2 separate regions of the Mus musculus genome follow, and region 2 is linked to region 1. The links are chromatin contacts, called in public promoter capture Hi-C maps. All regions are on one chromosome and are shown on one strand. Each heading gives the region's core, a stretch centred on a gene start, on an enhancer-like site or on the middle of the called end of the contact. The rest is flanking DNA. Distances are from core to core; before and after follow the strand shown.

Region 1 (3,171 bases), core at 259-2,758:
AGCATTTAGAAATGACTTCATTGGGTAACAAAGCTTAGAGTCATGCCTTTGAGATGGCTGAGTCTTTTCTAAATCCGGAAACGTTTATAAGAGGGCTATCATTGACACGTTATACTAACTTATACTTCCTCGGTAGACTTCACAAGGATAGAACTCTTCATGTAGTGCCAAAGTCACAAGACACCTGGAAGGGGGCAGCCACCCTAGTGGGCATGTGGGGTTGGAGACCAGATGCACCTGGACAAAGGACAAAGAATTCTCACTTCCCCCGGAAGGGCTCTGCATTCAGCTGCCTTGGAGATTTCTCTGAATTCCACCAACCCTTTCTTATCACTTCCTGCCTTGTTTTCATTTTTTTTCTCACTTTAAAAAAAAAAATCAGTCTAGAAGTTTCTCAGGCATTTACAAAGTATCCATTAAAACACACACATATATACAATACTAAATACATAAAATCCTGAGGCAGTTTTAAAATAAAGTATTTTATATTTATCTTTTTATAAGAACAATAATCCATTTGGCTCTTGTGATTTTTTTACTTTATTATATTTATACATGTATAATTAAGAGTTGACTAGATTCTGCAGACATTTCATTACATTTTTTTTTTAACTTCAATTTTCCAGTTTCCTTATTTTGGAAGCCCACTCCCACCTGAGGTCCATGAACCTTTCTAAGGCACTTGAACCACTGGTTCTTTAGCCCTAGGGGCTATGACAACAGCACAGGAATCCTGCAAGCCCTACCCAGTTCCTCTTCCATAGAGAGCTGGAATGAATGAGTGAGTGAACAAATGAAGTCGCTCTCTGGTCTTCTCTGCCAGGCCCGTTTGCTTCTCGTATTTTTGGAATCTCAGCCCTGCCTAAGAGGCAGAGCAAGCAAACATCCAACTGCGGCGGGTCACGAGAGGAAGGAAGCATCAGTAAGGGGGGACTCCGGCCGCCACAGGGTTGCAGCCCGGTCAGGACAGAGCTTTAGCGCCCAGCCCGAGAGGCTCCCCTCCCCCACTGCAGGTGAGCCGCAAGCAGCGGCTCCCACCCACTGAAGCTCCAGGGTGACGTCAGGCCTCAGGACCGCGCTCCGGCCCCGCCCCTGCAGGCAGCTCCGGGAGCTGGCGATTCCTCGGCGAAAGCCGGTCCCGCTGAGGGACCCAGTGGCTGCGGCAAGCCTACGGGCCGCAGAACGCTCGAGTGGGTTGCAGCGGCGGCCCGACGCAATAGAGAGACGTGACCAGTGGGAGCTGGTGACTTGTGCTGCGGTACACCTGCCCCACTGTCCACCCAGCCCTGACTAGCGCAGCGCGCACACCCCAACAAGATCGGCGATCTCTGCCTCGCGGGATCGCCAGGCTCCTAGTTTCAGCTGTCCATCTCCCTCCAGAGTCAGCCAATCACCCGCCACTGCCCCGGCCGCACCTCCCGGAGTCTCTGACAGGCGTGAGTAGCAGCCTATGAGATTGGGAGTCTGTGGGTCTAGGTCGGGAGCGGGAGCCAATGAGCATCATTCCAGGTGGGTGGAGGGAGCGGGACTTGGGAAGGTAGCTTCGTTCGGGTTGCTAACGTCTTTCCTGGGAGATGGGCGCGCAAACCGACCAGTGGGTCTGGGGGCGGCAGTGATGGGCGTGGAGATGGCCCAATGAGGGTGGGAGTGGGTGGGGCAGGCGCGAGCAGCAGTGCTAAAGGAGCCCGGCGGAGGCAGCGGTGGGTTTGGAATTGAGACGCTGGATCTGTGGTCGCTGCTGGGGACGTGTGCCGGCGCCACCATCTTCGGCTGAAGGTGAGACGAGCAGTTGCCCGGGTCCGAGTGCGGCGTTCCGGGAGTGGGGACGGTTGAGGGAACAGGAGGGGAGGAACCGGGGCTGGGGAACTGGGCGAGCCTGGAGCACAGAGACGGAGCCCAGGCGGGAGCTGGGAAAGGGAGACTGGGCAGTGGAGAGCGGAGCTTGTGGAGATGACGAGACCCCAGTGTATGGAGATGAAGAGACCCCTGGAGGGGTGGGAAATGGGGTCCTTGAGAATGAGACCTCTTCATGGATCAGGGCCAGGTCATACGTGAGGACGACTCTTGAAAGGGATGAGAATGGAGATCTGGGGATGGGGATGTAGGGACCAACTCCTGGTTGCATTGGATCCCTGGAAGCGTGGGGTTGGGAGGTGAGTGCCCTAATAAGAGGCCGGAGGCGCCCGGCGTGTCTATCTCCTTTTAGGAGAGGACTGAGTCCTGGGATGTGATCTTGGTGCTGGGGGCCCAGGAAGGAAAGGGGACCCTGGGTGGGTTGCACCGTGGGTTAGGTGGAGTTAGATTTCCCCGGGTGCGACTGAAAGGTTCTCCGAAGACTCAGAAGGCGGACCCTGGATCTGTGCGGTTTAGGGACCAGTGGCCTGAAACTGCATGGTCTTGGGAGCATGCGACGGATGAGAGGCTCCAGAGCTGGTCTCGGGAAGGAGGGCTGGAGCTAGACCTCATGCCACGCTCGCTGGGGACCGTGGTGGACCGGGAGGTGGACACCGGGCGAGGCCTGGGCCGTTGGGGAGAACGAGGCGGGAAATGTGGCCCGGGCGCGTTGTAGCGGAGCGGCCGGGGGGAGGGTCAGCCGTCGCCTCTGGATCGCTTTATTGTGTAAGTGATCTGGTAATGGCTCGCCGCAGAATCTCTCCCTAGCCTTCTGTAGTTAGGGTGTCATACTCTGATCCTATAAAATCGAAGTGGATTTGGGTCGGAGGGAAGTTGAAGCTGTGGAGTCCTTGGCGTTGGCGGGGCTTTGTGGGCCTTTGGTGGGCGGATGCGGCCCAGGGACCCGAGAGGCCCCCAGTCAGGCCTCTCTGGGAACTGGGGCCTTAGGAGGTGGCCAGTCGGTGCGTCTGACCTGAACTGGTGAGGTTTGGGTAACGGGGTCTCTGCCTACGACCGTTATCTCTTGTTTCTTGGGGCCTCTGCAGCTCTCTTCAAGATCACTGCGGTGGATGGAAGGGGGTGGGGTAGATTGGGGTGGGGTAAGGGAAAAGCAGGCGGAGTAGATCCAGACTGCGGATGGAACAAAGACTGCTGTTTTTGCTGAATAAAATAATACTAAATATAATACTTTAGCTATGCTAAGATTTTGATTTTATTTTTTTCAAACATTGAAACTAAGGATGGTTTGGGTGAGGTTTAATTATTCCTGATAGTATC
Region 2 (3,215 bases), core at 505-3,004, 2.3 Mb after region 1:
GCAGGAAAACATACATACCCAGAAAATTTAAAAACAAAAACTTAAAAAAAAAAAAAAAAAAAGGGAGAAATTACCCCTGATCTTGCGGCCAGGGAACAAAGGCATGTTTTCTGTAGTTCCACACCACAGCTCTGGGTAATACCACAGGTCTTAAACATTCTAAACTTTCCCTGACATAACCCAGTAGGCGCTACTTGAGATTTTTCTTCTGTGTTCCTGGCCTCAAGCAGACTCTTGATACCCAGTAAATACATAAACTCGGAAGTATCAACAGATTACCATCTTATAACTGTACTGTAGAGAAAGGAAGAGCTTCAGGCCAAGTGTAAAGGTTCACGCCTTTATTCCCAGCACCAGATAAGGTGCAGGTGGCTCTGTTTGAGCTCCAGGTCACCCAAGGTCACAGGTAAGGCCCTAGATTACCTTCAAGCGCCTTGCAGCAAGCAGTACTGCTTCATCTACGTGGACTTAATATAAAAGAGTGATAGTTTAAGGGAGTTTCAATAATTTGTCATAGCATCATATAGCCTCAAAAATACTCTCACCCTGGTACTTCCTATTTCTTTTCTCATGACCATTTTAGATTTCTAATTTCTTTTTATTATTCGTAAATAATGATGAGACCATCAATATATTATTTACCTTAGTATGGAGAATTATACTAAGCCAAAAATCCTTTTAAATAAGGATTTCTTTTGAATATAATAATATTTCTAATTGCTTTTAAATCTGTAGGCCCATGTCTTTAAATGCCTGTTGTAGAACTGGGCAGTGGCAGCACATGGCTTAATCCTAGCTCTGATCAGGATCCTCCAGATCTCTGTTAATGAGGTCAGCCTGCTCTACAGAGTGCGTTCCAGAACAACCAGGGCTGTTAACCCTGTCTCAACAAACCCCTCCACCCCCACCGAAGCAAATCACAGATATTACGGAGCTTGTGCATGCTCTAGGTTTATGTCAGGTGCTGGACACACACACAGGCCTAGCCTCTGTTTTGGTGTTTATAAATGACTTAGACCCGTAATCTCAACACTCAGAGACTGGGGCAGGAGTTCCTGGCTAGCCTGGGCTACATAGTGATTCCAGACCAGATTGAGCTACAAAGCGGGGTCATTCCACTCGAAGTGGGGCGTTCCCAAAAGACGCCAGCCCAGGTCCGCCAACGAACCAAAAGGCTGATTGCTTTCACGATGGACCGGCGCACCTGATACTGGGAGAGAGGAGGCTCCACGCCACCACCGCTGGGGCCTCGAAGGCGAACCACCAAGAAGGCGCTGCCTTCTGCGTCCCACAGAAACAGTTCCCCTCCGAGGCCGAAGACCAGGTTTCTCGTCGGCAAATGCGGCGGCAGAGACGGGCACGAGGGTGAAGTCGAAGCCGCTGGCTTCTCCGCTTCGGCTGGACTCTGGTTTCTTACGCCCTCGCGGAGCCGCAAGAACACGACGTGGTTAGGAAGCCAGCTCTGCCACAGCTCCCCATCGCCCAAGGGCCCCACGGCAGCCGCCATCTTGAACTAACAGCTCAGGATTGAGGGGCGGGAGGAAACGAAGCCCGCTGCTGTGCGTAGCCAATCCGCGGCCAGCACTTCACAGCTTCAGCCTATCAAAGTGTAGGAATCTCGAGAAGTTGGCCCAATAAGAAAGAATCGCTAGAGGATAGACAGGGCCGCGGGTTGAAGCCAAGGTGGGCGGGGCGGGGCGGGGCGGAGTGGAGTGTAAGGATCGCTTTGGGGCTGCTGCTGGGCCAGTGAGGGGGTAGCGTTAAGGATGAGAGATGTGTGTCTGATTGTCTACTGGACAACTTCCTCTGGGTAAACCCAGAACTTTCTCTCAAGATTCACCTCCCTCAGCCCGGGTGGTGTTTACTTCTCAACTGTCACTGCTTCATCTATCCTCGGATTCCCCTAAATCTGTCACTGTGAGGGGATAGAAACTAGATACAATTCCAAGAAAGCCCGGCGGCCTGAAGTACAGACAGACTGCGCCGAGACTACAACTTCCAGAATCCTTTGCGCGCGGCTAAGGGGCGGTGATTTGGGCGCTGTTTCCCGCTAAGGGAGGAGATGGCAGAGTCCTCGGGGTCTCCGCACCGCTTGTTGTACAAGCAGGTGGGCTCGCCCCACTGGAAAGAAACTTTCAGGCAGGTGAGTGTGAAGTTTGGGTTGTCATCACTTCCCTAATCTTCCCAAGGACCTCTGTCCTCGGTGTGCTCGCTTCAGCACTGGTTGTGGAGCAGGTGCCCGGTGTGCCTGGCCAGCGAGGTGGATCTCTTGCTATAGGATTGGGTCCCGGCCGCCGCCCGGGCTGTTGGCCGGCGTAGGTGTTATGCTATCCTAGGATTCGACTTTGTTTCATATTTTAAGAGTCATGACAGCAGTAGCAACACCACCACCTAACGTTCGGTTACAGAGGGAAGCACTCCGTATGTATACGTCACGTGAGATAGAAGTTATTTCTCTCCTGAAGAACATCAGACACGGTTAGGAGAGTTGAACTTAAGCTCCGCCTTCTTCCGAACTCAAGTAGTTCCTTCTAAGAAGCAGCTTATCTCCCTGTTCAGCAGTCTCAAAAGGGTGGGTGTATTCCAGAAGAACCACCCAGAAAAACAATCTTCATGCTGAACATGTTGTGTGGAGTAGTGTTTCTCAACAGTGAGTGCTGACGTTTCGAAGGAGAACGTTCTATTATGGGAGGTGGTTCTGTACAATGTAGAACACTTAGATGCAGCAGCCTTGGTCTCTCCACCTACTAAATGGCACCAGTCAGTAGCAGTTCTTCAAGCAGAGCTGTGACAACCACTTGGGAACAAAAACTGTCCCGAGTTGGGGGTGGAGAGATGGCTCAAGAGTCCTTATGTTTCAGTAGCAGACCCGATGGCTGTAACTCCAGTTCCAAGTGGTCTATTGCCATCTTCTGGCCCTGGTGTGCATCAGCACTGGTGTGGTGCACATAAACTCATACAGGCACACACATAGACACAGGAAAAAAAATTAAAAACCCATACCAGGGTTGTAAAGTACTATTTTACAAGAAGACCATTACTATAGCCATTTGTACAATTCCAGGAATTTAGAAGCCATATAAATGTCTGAAGTTAGTCTGTGGATACAGTTCCTGTGTATCCAACTGTCTTCTTATAAGATAAAATATGAAATATAGGAATGTGTGTAATGTAACCCATCTGTGTGTGGAGGACTTGAGGCTATGAAATTTTGC

What was found. Promoter capture Hi-C pulls out the DNA fragments that hold promoters and counts their contacts.
Region 2: a promoter capture Hi-C map of liver shows a contact between it and region 1, with 5 times the contacts expected there. The contact joins the promoter of Rpain here to the promoter of Myh10 in region 1. A contact is called at or near these places in 2 of 39 promoter capture datasets (both in liver) and 1 of 9 other capture datasets (liver).

Annotation. Positions count from the first base shown.
Region 1 is chr11:68,690,407-68,693,577 of GRCm38.p6, forward strand. It overlaps Myh10 (myosin, heavy polypeptide 10, non-muscle), which reads left to right and starts at 1,509. Exons shown (of 41, transcript NM_175260.2): 1 at 1,509-1,776.
Region 2 is chr11:70,968,445-70,971,659 of GRCm38.p6, forward strand. Rpain (RPA interacting protein) reads left to right here and starts at 1,755. Exons shown (of 7, transcript NM_027186.3): 1 at 1,755-2,143. The coding sequence starts at 2,063. Nup88 (nucleoporin 88) reads right to left here and starts at 1,529. Exons shown (of 17, transcript NM_172394.3): 1 at 1,205-1,529. The coding sequence starts at 1,507.